2 separate regions of the Mus musculus genome follow, and region 1 is linked to region 2. Evidence: chromatin contacts called from public promoter capture Hi-C data. All regions are on one chromosome and are shown on one strand. The core of a region is the stretch at or near the end of the contact, and the rest is flanking DNA. Distances in the headings are between cores, read along the strand shown. Region 1 holds the start of Ficd (FIC domain containing). Region 2 overlaps Wscd2 (WSC domain containing 2).

Region 1 (7,439 bases), core at 2,678-5,177, 220 kb before region 2:
ATCCCCTGCCACTCAGGTTAGCAAGTTAATAGCTCAGAGGGTCTTCGGAAATCTGCAACCTCCTACTGGCAAAGGGCTGGGCTGCCAGTAGAAGCTGCTGCCACAGCCTCTCAGGAATAAAACCCCACCTTAGCACAGGGCAGGTTCTGCCCAAGGTTGCAGCCTTCTGAGGTCTCAGGACCTCCAAGGCACCCGAGTGATCACCGTGGCCCTGAGTTCCGTCTCACAGATCTCTCTGCCTCTGCCCTTCGTGCAAAGTCTGTCTAGACACCCAGGCTCAGGACATTAGAAAAGCACTGCTGCCCTACTGGGTTCCGGGATCACCACAGGTGTTGTGGTCGCAGCACCACTCGGTCGCTGCTAGCTCACCAAAAAAGTAAGAAAAAAAAATTAAATAAATAACTTGGCTGAACTATAAATTATCCTGAAGACAGGCTTAATAATTTAGTTTTCTTTCTCAACTGAAAAACATCTGGAGGTAAAGAATGTTTAAGGGTTTCCTTTTGCTACCAGGGGAGAACTGTTTCTAGAAAGGCCTTCTCTGGATGCCAAGGGAGGGCTGGCGGTTAGGGCCTCACAGGGAGCGTCTCCTTGAACCCAGAATGGTTGGGCTGGGCTTCTGGCAGTGCCACCGAGTACTCGGTGGTGGCAAGGAGCAACGTGTCCAGTGTGACCTCCGTACACTTGGCTATGAAGCGGATGAAAGGCCGCACGTCACCCTCGTTGGCGACTTCCAGTACATGGTAGTACTCGGACCTCTGCTCCTTGCGGATGGTGATGGGCGGGTATCCCGCCTGCATCAAAATCAGGTTCATCAGCAGACGGGAGGTCCTCCCGTTGCCGTCGATGAAAGGGTGGATGTACACCAGTTTGTAATGGGCCAGGGCCGCGAACTCGACTGGGTGCAGGTTCATGGCGTCCTCTGAATTGAGCCACTGTGTGAACTCCTGCATCTGCTTCTCCACATCCCGGGGGTGGGGTGGGATGTGGTGGCCCACCAGGACCTGGGTCCTCCGGAACCTGCCCGCCTCCACTGGATCCACATACCCCAGTACCCTCCTGTGGATCTCCAGCATGTCGTCCATGGTGACAGACCCGATGCGGGAGACCAGGGTGGTGTTGATGTACTTCATGGCCGCGTGCATGCCGATCACCTCGTTCTGCTCTTCCAGGCTCTTCCCTGGCACGGCGTAGCGGGTCTCCAGGATGTGCCTGATCTCCGAGAGGGTGAGGGTGTTGCCCTCGATGGCCACCGTGTGGTAGATGTGGTGGTAGTAGGTCTCCTCCATGACCCTGCGCAGCGCTGAGCTCCCCTTTGGGATGGACATGACCTTCTTCACTTTGCTGTCGATGACGCTGAAGTACCTCTGGTCGATTTCCTCCACGAGGGGCAGTGTCCGATCCCGGTTGACCAGGGCTTTCTCGTGGAAGGGCGAGATGGTCAGGGCCCTGGTGTATAAGTAGTCAGCCTGGATGATGTCCTTGTCTTCTTCGGAGAAGATGCCGAACTCATTCAGTGCGTCTACAAAGCCGGGGTCCATCTTGAGGGCGTGCAGGAAGAGCTTGTGGGCTTTCCCTCTCTTGCCTTGACGCTTCATCTCCAGGGCTTGGTTTAGGGCGGCCTTGGCTTCCAGCTTCCCTGCTGGAAGAGAGCCAGAGAGGCCTGATGAGCAGGGTGGGCTGTCCCTGTACAGGCCTCCCAGGGACACTACCATAGCCATGTGGCTTCTGTGACTCAGGCCCCGACTACTGCTGCTCTCCACAGCTGGAATGCTGGTTGCTGTCCTGTGTCCTAGGCCACTCTACATTGGGAGGTCCCCTGCCAACTATCTTCTGCCCGGGCGTAGACAGTCTGGGCATTTGCTATCCCTGTGCTTGCCCTACAGTATGGCTGCACTGGGTGGCCCACCTTCCCTGTGGACAGGTGGCTCTTATCTCTTGAGACCCTCTCCTTCAGGCCTGGGGGTGCCAACACCTCGCCCTCAGCTATCCCTGGCCCTTCCCATGCCTGGACAATTTCTGTTTTCTGGCAGTGCTGGGGACTGGAACCCTGGGCCCTTGTGCATGCATACCAGACAGGTGCTATCAGAGCTATGCCCCTGCTTCTAATGATGTGATTCCATTGTGGTGATGTGTGGTTGTCACCCCTGGGGACAGTGTGCCGCTGGCATCCAGGTAGGCTGCTGTAACACTCACTGTGCACACGGGGCATGCTTTGCACTGAGCTCTGTGCTTCGAGGGTGAGCACCCACCCACACTCAGCTTCCCTGAGTTCCTGGACCGCTCTCCAGTCCCATCCCCAGTGGTTTCTGGCCAGAGGGAGCACTGTTCTCAGGTGCTCTTCCTTGAACCACCCCCATGTAGATCTGAGGTGCAGCTCAGGGCCCACCCTTTGTGTGTCTCCCTCCAAATGCTGGGACACCCGTTCTCAGTCACTCATCAGACTGGAGTTCCGGACTGTCTCATTCACTGGGACGCCCTCATGCTTACACACACACAAACTGACAAGGCCAACCAAGTTGGCCAGCACACTCACCTGGAGACGCCGTAGTCTTGACTGTCAGCAGCCCTGCATCCCTGGAGGAGACACTGAGCTCTGTGCATAGGCTGGTGCACTTGGGGACCACAGGCTGTGCCCTGTCCAGTTTGCTCCTGAGCAGGTGGAAACCTCTGAGCACAGCCAGGCAATGCTCTTCCACAACTCCCAGCGGCAGCAGCAGAGCCAGCAGCGACCCCAGAGCCATGCTCAGCAGCGCCATCCACAGGAAACGGCCCCAGACGGAGACCCATTTGGGTTCGGCCACTGCCACCACCGACGCCATTGGCATGAGTATCATCTGGACTGAGGGCTGGGCCCAGAGCACTCGACACAGAGGAAAAGCTGGACCCTGCAAGGAACCAAGCATTGTAAAAGAATGAGGCAGTGGGAGTGGACCCGTTCCCAGATGGAGAGACCAGACACAGAATCGTCACACTTTCTAATTCATTAGGGACCACGGAAATGGGGGAGGGGTCTCATGGTGCAGGGCCAGCCTGGGAAGATTCATCCTAACCCATAGCTCCTCCGGGGTAGAGTGATAGGACTCTAATGCATTTATATATATTAACTTTCATAATCTCAGCCTACAACCCCAGGAGGTGATGTTTCCACACCGCCCTCCCCAGAGGAGATGCAATCAGAACTCAGAAAAGTGAAGTCGGGGACTTTTCAGCCCCCCTCTTAGTCCACTAGTCCACCACAAGCGACTATTGCCACAGGACACCTAGTGTTTGGGCTGTAACTCCTGCATACGCCCCTGGACACACACCACAATCTTCGATAAGGACAAATGTCTGGTGTCCTGATGTTACCATATGAATACCGACAGCCTCGGTGACCAATGTTGTGTCCCTTCTGCCCTTCCTTCCCTGGCTTGTCCATCATAGACAGGGAAACCCAAGGCCTGGCCAACAACAGTGGGTGATGATGCCCTACCTCAGCGAGGGCGAACACAAGCTTGGGGGCTGGCGGGGGATGGGGGGGGGGAGCGAGGGATCAGGTATGCAAATGCCATCTTGCCAACAATAAGCATTTATTGGGCAACTATGGTGTGCCGGACACTGCGCTGCCGGCCAGCCTTGCACGCTGTCAGCCCCCTTGCGAAGAGCGAGCAAGCTACCTGTAGCTCCCGGTTTACAGATGAGGGATGACGCCGTTCTGACAGGCGGCGCCGGAGCTCCGGGGCCTGACCCGCCACGTCATCACTTCGCGCGGCCTGTGCAGCGGCTCGAGCCCAGCAGACTTCGGCTTACTCCCGAAGCGGGGGGTGGGGTGGGGGGTGGAATGAGGCTGCCGCGAGCTCCCGCTACGAACCGGCCCAGGGCTCGTGCCCGCCTCCAGCATCCAAACCCGCGCGGCCGTTCCCCGCAGCCGCGGTCGCAGGCCCCGCCCCCACCACCTCGCCCCGCTCCCGTCGCCTCGCCATTGGACGGACGGCCGCCCTTGCCGCGGCGGATTGGCTGTCTCGACTTGTCCATCCGCCGCGCTTCCGGGTTCTAGAGCTAGCTAGAGCATCCCCCCGGGAAAGGCGCGCCGTGTGCCGCTTCCATTGGCTGTCGCTTGTGTGCATGGGGCGGGGTCGAGGCCACCGGCTAGGGCGAGCATTTGCGTCCTGTTTTCCCGTCCCAGCATCTGCTACCTTCCTGGGCCTCCACCTAGGCTCTGTGTGCTTCAGTTTCTCTGGTGTGCAATGGCAGTAGCCACATCACCAAACGTTTCCCACTTCTTAGTCCCGGTTTCACCGTTTGTCCCTTTTCTTTACCCCCTTTCTTGTCCTCTCTAATCTACTTTTGTTTTTGAGATGGCTTCGCACCGTGTAGACCAGGCCTGGCTAGGAATTAATTCACGGTGTAGCCCAGGTTGGTCGGGACTTACTGTGTAGCCCGAGCTGGCTTAGTATTCAACCCGGGTCATTTTGAGCCAACATGCCCTCCTGACCTTTTTTAGTTTGCATTCTCTGGAGCGGCTGGCTATGGCTTTTTGTTTACCAAATTAAGTTTTCTTTGGTGCAGAGGGCAGGGCTCCCATCTCAACCCACAAATATTGAACCGGAAGCTCCCAGGGCCTGCTTTGAGAGGTTACTGGGCACACTCTGGAGTCAGACGGCCCACAGATTCAGATTTTTGCCCTCAGTCTCTTGTGATCTTGGATCAGTTTTCTCAACGGCAGAATGGGACAACAGCTCACATCTCTTAATTAAAAAAAAAAAAAAAAGTTCGTGTGCGCGCACGTGCACAGAGATCAGTTTGCAAACCTGGGCTTTCTCCTTCTACCATATGGGTTTGTGGATTGAACGCAGGTCACCAAGTTTGGCTCCTACCTGCCTTAGCCCTCAGGTTCTGGATTTGGGACTCTTTTCATGGAGCCACACAGCCCTGGGTTCGCATCCCAGCTCTGCCACTAGCAGACTGACTTGGTGGTGTCAATCTACTTTACTGATCTGTCACCTGCAGGTAGCTTAAATTGGTCTGGGACTCACTGTATAGGCCAGGCTAGCCCCAACCTCCCGCCTCTGCCTCTGCCTTCTGAGTGCTGGGATTAGAGGCATATACCACCAAATCCGGTTTCAGCCTGCTTTCTTATAGAACCCCCTGACCAGCCCAGGGATGGCTCCACCCACAATGGGCGGGGCCTTCCCCCATCAATCATTAATTAAGAAAATGCCCTACAGTTGGATCTTATGGAAACATTGTTCTCAATTGAAGTTCCTTTCCCTCCAGATAACGCTAGTGCGGTGATTCTCAACCTGTGGGCCATGACCCCACAGGGCTCTCATATTAGCTATTTACATTACATTACGATTCATCACAGTAGCAAGCGTATGGCTATGAAGTAGTAATGAAATAATTTTATAGTTGGGGGTCACCACAGCATGAGGAAACTATGTTTAAATATAATTTTATAATGTAGTATGTTAGTCAGGGTTCTCTAGAGTCACAGAACTTTTCGGTAGTCTCTATATAGTAAGGGAATTTGTTATGATGACTTACAGTCTGTAGCCCAACTCTCCAACAATAGTCAGCTGTGAGTGGGAAGTCCAAGGATCCGGTAGTTGCTCAGTTGCACGAGGCTGGGTGTTTTCAGCTGGTCTTCTGTAGAAGTAGGTTCCAACAGATGTGCCAGCAAGTAAGTGCACGCAGGGGAAGAAGAGCGAATCTTCCTTCTTCCAATGTCCTTATGTAGGTCTCCAGCAAAGGTGTGGCCCAGATTAAAGGTGTGTACCGCCACGCCTGGATCTGGGACTTGCTTTGGCCCAGGCTGACTTTGAACTCAGAGATCTCCTTGCCTCAGTCTCCTGGGATTAAAGGCCTTGCCTGGGCCCAAGCTTTTTTTTTTTTTTTTTTTTTTTTCTTTCTTTCTTTCTTTCTTTCTTTCTTTCTTTCTTTCTTTCTTTCTTTCTTTCTTCCTTCCTTCCTTCCTTCCTTCCTTCCTTTCTTTCTTTCCTTTTCTTTTTTCTTTTTTTGGCTTTTGGAGACAGGGTTTCTCTGTACAGCCCTGGCTGTCCTGGAACTCACTTTGTAGACCAGGTTGGCCTCGAATTCAGAAATCTGCTTGCCTCTGCCTCCCGAGTGCTGGGATTAAAGGCGTGCGCCACCATGCCTGGCCCTCTTTTTTAAGATTCATTTATTTATCTTATGTATATGAGTACACTGTTGCTGTCTTCAGACACACCCAGAAGAAGGCATCAGATCTCATTACAGATGGTTGTGAGCCATCATGTGGTCGCTGGAATTGAAGTCAGGACCTCTGGAAGATCGGTCAGTGCTCTTAACCGCTGAGCCATCTCTCCAGCCCCAGAGCCTAAGCTTTTCATGGCCACTATGCCTCAAGATTGCCACCCCAAGATCTAGAAACTTGTGTCTCCCAGTCTCAAGATTCGGATAACAGGTGAGCCCTCCAATTCTGGATTGTAGTTCATTCCAGATATAATCAAGTTGACAACCAGGAATAGTCATTACTTGTAGTGATTGCATTAGGGAGGTTGAGAACCACTGCTCTAGCCTGTGTCAGGACGGCACAGCACAGGCCCGCACAGAGGATCTTATGTTTAACCCTTGATCAAGGGTCTTCAATGTTCTCTGAGCAATCTCTAAGATGTCATTCAGACACCCTAAGTGGTCATTTCATTGTAAAAGCCTTTCACAGAGGAGGCAACCAGTGTGTGAAGGTGGAGTTGCTGTCACAGAAGACAAGGGGATCTCAGGCTAGACTGATGGCCATTCACACACAGGGCCACTACCCCGGGCAAGTCACTTACCCTCTGAAGTTTTTGGCACTCAGACATAAAATTGCCATGTGTAGGGCCCTCCTCTCTCCAAGGCTTCCTGGGAGGCTAACATAAACAGTCTCTAACAGACTTGGGCAAATCCAGAAGGTCTAAGGGCCCTGCCGATGAATGGGAGACACTGGGGAGGGGAGGGGACTGCGGGCTACCAGAGAGCACAGGGCTTCCTTTGCAGCTGAGGTCTAGCCCACAGCTCTTATGCTGGGTTAAGTCTGACCGGTGACTGTGACCACGCCCCCTAACCCCCAGCCCCAGTTCTCAAAAGCATCATCTGTCCTGGATTGTTTGGTGACGTTTTCAACATTTTTAACAGTCGGCATGTCTGTGAGCCAGGTTGTAATCTGCAAGAAGCTGATCTTGGAGTCCTCAGGAGTGTCGGGAGGAGGGTGAGGGGGAATAGAATCAACATATATTGTGTGGGAAATGAAAAATGTAACAATGTTACAACTACAAAACCCAAACAACAAAACCTGCAGGGGAGAGAGACTGAGCGCTGGGTGTTAGGGCTGTGTGGCCACCAGGAGGCGGTAGCTCCTTTGGAATGGCCTTGTCAGGAGAAGCTGTGTGTTGGGTGTACAAAATATGGCCCCTGAAGTAATCCTGAAAAGTTGGCTT
Region 2 (7,067 bases), core at 2,854-5,353:
GAAGCTCCCTCTGAGAAATGCCAATGAGGCCGTACTGCTGCTGAGACTGAGCTGAGGAGCCTCCAGGTCTGCACTATCTCTCTGGTCTGTCGGTCTCCACCAGGGAAGCCAGCAGGCACTCACTATACTATGGTGGGCAGAGTCACACACAGTAGTCTACAGAGGGCTGTAGCTTTAAGGCGATCTGACTTCTGATGCTCCTATTTACCAAAGCGTGGAGGGCTTGCATGGAAATTACATGTCCTCTGTGGGGACTTTTCCCCCAGGCTGTGGCTATGTAGCTCAGGCCTCTCTCCTGCTACTGGGCAGTGGTAGCAAGCTATAAGGCCAGCCTGCCCCATGGTGTTGAGGGGGGAAACTCACAGGCTACACAGAGGTGTGCATCTGAGCTGGGGTGTCCTGTAGAATCAGGCACTCAGAGCATCATCACAGTCCTGCTTTGGGCTCATGCTGGAGTTGACGGGGATGCGATCCCATCAGAAGCTGAGGAGGGTTAGAATTGCTTTGTATTGTGGATCAAACCATATGTCACATGCATGTCACACATCACTGCTCACAGGACACCAATCAAATCACATCATTCGTATCATATCATGCCACATCCCAACAGTCACATCACACCATGTCTGTCTCATATCACACATAACCACAGAGGGCTGCGATCCAGAAGCAGCTCTGTCTGTCCAGCCACTGGGCTCTGCAGAGTCCCAGCCCCGCCCACTCCACTCCAGCCCCGCCCACTCCAGCAGCACTGTTCCCATTCCCCGCCACACACCATCAGGACTCACTGTCATTTTGCGTCCTGGAAGCAGCTCACACTCACGTTCAGTTCAGAGGGCTCCCCGATAGCAAGTCTTTATCCAGACCAGCCAAGCCACAAGGTTAAATCTGAAGCTGAAAGGAGCAGGCCTCAGCTCTCACACAGCCGGCCGAGTCCGGCTGGGCAAATGTCTTTATCCGAGCACATGAGGAACCCCAGAGGCCTGTGCTGTCAATAACAGACCCAGCGGTGCCAAGTCCTTGGACTGTGTCTCTAGCCCGGGGTGGTTTTATGCTGGAAAAAATGTCACCAGGGAGAAAAGCCCGCATTGTCAACAGGCCCACCTCCCACAGCTGCCTTTCCCATTGAGGGATGCTTCAGGGACCCTCCGGGCCTGGAGACCGAGTCCTGCCGTTCATGTGACCCTAGTGGTGGGAGCATTGTGGCTCAGTGTTTGCTGAGCGCTTACTCTCTTGTGGACTGGTGGAGGCGGGGAGCAGAGACGGTACAACAGAAACCTGTTCCATTGGGGCTGCACTGGGCAGAGGCAGCTTCGTGTGGGGAGCTTGTGCTTAGCCACGCCCATCTATATCTGACTTTTTCAAGACAAGCGTGGGTTCTTTCCCAACAGGGTATGAGGACCAAAAGAGTTAATAGGACCCGGCTGGGATCATCACAAAGCCAGAGATACAGAAGGGCTGAATGGGGGAATCTAGAGAAGAGAACCCACTGGGAAAACCACCCTGAATGGTGTAAAGTTACAGACAACATTTAGCCTGGAGGGCTTCACTTGTCCCCCACACAGCCTGTCGAGGTGTGATCTCATGCCCGGGAGGCTCAGGAGGAAGGTTGGTGGCACTGCACAGAACACAACAGCAGGGGCTGGCAGAGGGTCAGGGCAGCTTGCAGGTGAGACACAAAAATGCAAGGAAGGAAAGTCAGTTGCTGCCTGGTGTCCCCACAGGCAGGATGGGTGCCATCTCCAGATCTAAGCTCACAGATATTCAGTAACTATGTGGGTTAAACAACAGTGTCAGTCAGGACAGAGGAAGAGCCCGAGTCCAACGATCCAGCAGCTCCTTGAAGGGCTACTGCCTTTGTGCTCTGGCCTGGAGCACCCTGCTCCCTCCCCCGGGGCACTAGTGCCCTAAGGTGTGCAATTTAATCTCTGGGTGTCCAGTTCTCTGCCTTACTCCAAGAAGGGGGTCAGTGGGGTGAGGCGCAGTGTTAGCATAAATTATTGACCCAGAGCACAGCAGCCTCAGGAGGGGTTTGGGGGCAGGCAGCCTTGGAAGCCAGAGCACAGCTGGTCAGAGAGCCCAGGGGAGTCCAGGATAGCACCATGGCTGGGTGGTTGAGTGACCTCAAATGAGCTGCCCCTGAATTCCAGGGGATTTGCTCCTATGATAGCCCCCCCCCATATCTGTCACTCTTTATAATTTCAAGCAGGTGGCCAGACTATGACATTTAGGCAGAAACAAGAATGACCTTCAGGGGCTGGAGAGATGGCTTAGCCGGTAAGAGGACTGACTGCTCTTCCAGAGGTCCTGAGTTCCAACTTTGCAACCACATAGTGGCTCACAACCACCTGTAATGAGATCTGACACACTCTTCTGGTGTGTCTGAAGACAGCTACAGTGTACTTACATATAATAAATAGATAAATAAATAAATAAATCTATCTATCTATCTTTGGGTGGAAACAATAGGGGCCAGAGAGAGAAGAAAAAGTGTTAGAAGACAGCTACAGTGTACTTATATATAATAAATAAATAAACATTTTTAAAGAAATCAAAGGTACACTATGTAGATGGGAGAAATCTCTGTGGTTGCAAGGGGCTCACACAGCAAGGGGATGAACAATGGGGACAGAGTCTGAGGAACGGAGTGAGTTCTTTATTGTGCCTGGCAGTTGTCACCATTGAAGACTGTACAAGAGGGAGCCCTCAGCCAGCCACAGGCCTCAGTAATACATACATCGCCACTAAGCTGCTCCAATAGGATTCCCGAGGACCTGAAGCCCAGCAGGAATGCTCTACTTTCTGCTCACTTTTTTTTTTCTAGACAGAAAGCTTTCCCCAAAGTCAAGTCTAGCCCTGTGCAGAAAATGATAAACACCCCGAGTAAGCCAGAAGGAGCCGCTACAGCAAGGCCACACTCTGTCCATTGCTATGATAAAGACCATGACCAAAAGCAAACAGATCAGGACAGGAACCTGGAGGCAGGAGCTGATGCAGAGGCCATGGAGGGATGCTGCTTACTGGCTTGCTCAGCCTGCTTTCTTATAGAACCCAGGGCTACCAGCCCAGGGATGCTCCACCCACAGTGGGCGGGGTGGGTGGGGCACCACGCCCACCCACACCAACAGTCAATCATCAACCAAGAAAACACCCTACAGACTTCTGCACAGGCCAACCTGATATTTTCTCTATCGAGGCTTCTCTCCCCGGATGACCCTAGCTTGTGTCAAGTTGACAAAAAAAAAAAAAAAAAAAAAAAAAAAAAAACAACCAGGACACCAGCCTCTTCTCCATTTGCTAACTCACTCTCCAGGAGGAGGGTCTCATGCGGGAGGGGCAAGGGGAAGATATGATTGTTCAAACTCCCACAGCGCCTGGAGGGATATCAGACGCTTAGTGCCCCCAACAAACACCAGCTATGCAGAAGGTCCCCTGCCTCACAGAGATGGAGTTGTGGGTGCTGAGGACCCTGTGGACAGGTGTGTCCCTAGGGACACCTTACCGCACCCACAGGAGGGAGAATTAAGCATCTTCTGCGAGGATTCCATGTTGGGTTTGAGGTGTGTGTGTGTGTGTGTGTGTGTGTATGTGTGTGTTCAGAAATCCTGGGGCCTGAGGGACAGCTGCATTTGGGGGTTGGGATGGATTCCACACACCTTACACACCCACGCCCGTCTGCCTCTGTGCAGTCCTGCTTCCTACAGAGACTGGGCCAGGTTCCAACCGGTTCTTCAAAAGGCTCCTCTGAAACCCAGCCACCACATGCCATTCCTGAAAGTGCGGGGTCCAGCTCACAGGGAAGTGAGCAGATAAGAGATGGGACTGTCCTCCAAGCCTCTTTAGAAACACTGTGGGTGTTCTTGGCCTCACTACTGCCATAGGCTAAGCTGGGGTTTTCTGTCACCCACAGGAGAACCACTCAGTGTGTTCCTTCCAGGTGACCCCATGGTCAAGAGGCACATGGGAGGGGAGGTGCCCCTCCCCCAAGCTTCTCAGCCCAGCCCCCTCCTCTCCTTGGCAAACCAACACGTCTAGCTCTCTTTTCTTCCCATCTGACTACCACACGATGCAAAACCAAATTAAAAAAAAAAAAAGACTATTTTCTGCTCACACGAAATTTTTAGTTTTGGCGAGCCTTCGGGAAAACACTTTCAATGTGCGGCGTCTGAGCAGTTGAGCTGCTACAGAAAGGAAATTCAGCTGGGACAGAATGGGGCCTGTGTGTGTGTGTGTGGGGGGGGGGGAACTGCTTCATACAGGCGTCCATGACAGTTCCCCACACACCTCCAGAATGGCCTCCTTGGTCAATGGGGGTGAAGGGCCAATAATAACAATAAAAGCACATCTAACGAATACTTGTGCAGCTCTGTGTCAGGTACTGGTCTTTGCATGGATAACCTCACGTAAGCCTGACCAAACACTTCACATGTATCATCTCATTTAAACCTAAACACTTCGTATGCATCATCTCATTTAAACAGAACCAACCACTTCACATGTATCATCTCACAACAATTCTTAAACAAACAATTCGCATGTCTCATCTCATTTAAGCCTAACCAAACACTTCTCAAGTCAGTATTTTTGTCATCTCCAGTGAACACATAAGACACCTAACGCTCAAAGAGGCGAAGCAACCAGCTCAAGGCCACACAGCTCATAAATGGTAGGGCTGAGATTCGAATCCAGCTCTATCTGGCTCACAAGTTTGCTGAGAGATCCAGGGTGATGGGGGTTGGCGTTTCCCGAGCATCAACCTCCTGGATTATCAGGGGAATTATATCATCCGTTCTTTGCCCGATCAGTCACTCACTCAACAACCAGATCATAACTAAGTCCTTGTTGTAAGATTGGAGATTGGCACATGGCTACAAGGCTGATTAAAACCCTGAATAAAACCCAGCTCCTCCCTGAAAGCCACGATGTGTGTGAGGAGCAACGAGATCCACGGGTAGCTCTGGTTAGGGGGTGAGGCGAGCCCTGCATATTGGCTATCTTCCAAGGCTGTCACTACCCTCTGAGCCCGGTCCTAACAAGCTACCAGCGAAGTCGCAAGTCACATGTGCACTAGAGTGAATGCCAGAACTGTCCTTATGCAAACGGGGAAACTGAGGCCTGGAAAGTAATGAGTTTTGGCTGAGGCCTACTGAGCAGATGAGGCAGGGGGTGGGACATCAAACAGGACCCCTGCAGGGCCTCCCTCCTCCTGCAGCAGGGGGAGCACGCTGGTACTGCACACTGGAAGTCTCCTCCCTCCAGAGAGCATACCAGTGCTTCTTATTGGGGGGGGGGGCGCACACGCCCACATCCTAGTTCCCATCCTAGGACTGTGATGTGATTGGTAGGCCTTGAGATGAGAAGCTGGTTGGTCTGGGTCACGTGGGCGACAGGATGGCACCACAAGAGAGAGAGAGGCAGGCAAGGACACCAGCGTCGAGGACGAGGATGACCTGAGACCTGGGTGTGGCGGGTGCCAGCTCTGGACAAGGAAGGGGCAGCAGGCCCAGGAATGTGGGCAGCTTCGTGAGGATGGAGAACACCCAATGCTTTGAGTGTCTCCAGCGTGTTGATGTGACCCAGAACTTGATGTTAGCCGAACAGGTTCCATTTTGGCCTTAGGGCACATTCGTCCCTGTGGCTGTTCTAAGGCAGAGTGGGAGATGGCTGCTGAGAGGGACACACCGCCAGTACTCTCGGGGAACACTCAGTACTTCAAGGCCTCTGGCCCACCTGCCGTCCATGTCCTGGCTGTACCTGGATGAGGACAGCCGCTGCCGCATGCAGGGTACAGACAGGAGCCCTCACATCCTTTCTCAGGCTTGTAACTTTGGCCAGTCTCACAGACTATCTCTTGTCCTCTGTCCTGCTGTCTGCCTGGGGTGGTCTGTGGGGACCACAGCAGCGTGTTCCCTACTCTCCATGGCTCTTGTACGCCCCACATCTCCAGTGCTCCCCACATCTCAAGTGCTCCCCACATCTCTAGTGCTCCCCCAGGGTAGCTTGAAGAAGCTCAGGACTTGGCTCGCCCCCACCCCCACCCCCACCCCCACCCAGCTCCACTCTCTGTAGGGCCACTGGGCTCAGCCAAGCCCTTCTACCAAGGCACAGGGTCCTTTCCCCCCACGTTTGCCCTTTGACTTGGCAAGCTTAGAATGGAAAAAGCAGCAACCCCTCCTGCCCCTCCCCCCTCCCTGTGTCTGACTCTGGGATGCTGGGCCAGTCCTTGCAATATCTCTACCCTCCATGCAAGCTCTCAGCTGCTGTGCTAGCACCCCCCCCCCCGAAAACAGATCCTCCAAACATACCCCAAAACTCACAGTCTCTTGTGTGAGGTCAAGAACAAAAAGGGCAGAGGTATTGCTACCTCAGTTCTACCTGGGATGTTGCGAGAGAGGAGCCCGGGGACTCAGGCTGTGGTCACCACAGCCTGTGTCCTCAACTTGAGTTGCTCGCTGACACACACCAAGATGGAGCTTCTTAAGACAAAGTCAGAAAGCCCCTGCTTCTCTTACACCATAGCAGAGTTAGCTCTCCTCTAGACCTGTCCTGTGTTCATTTCTCAAGATTTTTCAGAACAATCCTCTGGGGTGAACACTTGCGCAGATTCCCTTTACAATATGGGGAAACTGAGGCACAGGAATTAAGTTGCCTGTCAGAGGCGCTAAGCTAGCAAATTCTCGAGTGTGTCACAGGCTGTGACACAGCTGAGGTCTGTCAGGAACCCACCTCACACAGATGCGGCACTCCTCACCTCACACCGCTAGATGTTATACTTCCAGCCACCCGTGTCTTACACCCCAGCTGTCTCCAGGGCCACTCACAGTCACAGCCAGGGAAAGGAAGCTCAAGTCTCCACCTTTGGGTTTCCATGGATACCTGGATAAGTCTTGGGTGTCCTCTTTGCCCTGAGGCCAATTCCATCAGCCACAGGGCACATCCTTCTTACTCCTTGGCCCGTTCTGCACACGGTCCACCCCGGGTCACTCTGCAGCGTCGTGGCTGTCAGGCTTCAGCCTCTGGCCACTTAGTGGCTTTCTGATCACCCCGGGAGCCCGGCTGGAGGCTGT

What was found. Promoter capture Hi-C pulls out the DNA fragments that hold promoters and counts their contacts.
Region 1: a contact with region 2 is called in a promoter capture Hi-C map of hippocampal neurons, with 5 times the contacts expected there. The contact joins the promoter of Ficd here to the enhancer-like site in region 2. A contact is called at or near these places in 3 of 39 promoter capture datasets (embryonic stem cells and hippocampal neurons), 1 of 15 datasets of contacts at CTCF or cohesin (embryonic stem cells), 2 of 484 Hi-C or Micro-C datasets (bone marrow-derived macrophages and embryonic fibroblasts) and 5 of 115 datasets of contacts at active chromatin or transcription factors (cardiomyocytes, embryonic basal ganglia, embryonic midbrain and 2 more).

What each region holds. Positions count from the first base shown.
Region 1 is chr5:113,732,270-113,739,708 of GRCm38.p6, reverse strand. It overlaps Ficd (FIC domain containing), which reads right to left and starts at 3,927. Exons shown (of 3, transcript NM_001010825.3): 1 at 3,660-3,927; 2 at 2,537-2,888; 3 at 1-1,642. The coding sequence starts at 2,837. The coding sequence ends at 567.
Region 2 is chr5:113,510,892-113,517,958 of GRCm38.p6, reverse strand. The region is part of intron 1 of Wscd2 (WSC domain containing 2); the gene reads right to left. It overlaps Gm52822 (a long non-coding RNA gene), which reads left to right. Exons shown (of 3, transcript XR_003955974.1): 3 at 1-3,206. Among named protein-coding and RNA genes, the nearest start is that of Wscd2, 24 kb to the right of the region's middle. Within about 2 kb of position 4,103, at least 9 of the 459 cell types and tissues checked have an H3K27ac peak or open chromatin away from gene starts, as enhancers often do. A contact at or near this core is called in hippocampal neurons, where this site is marked.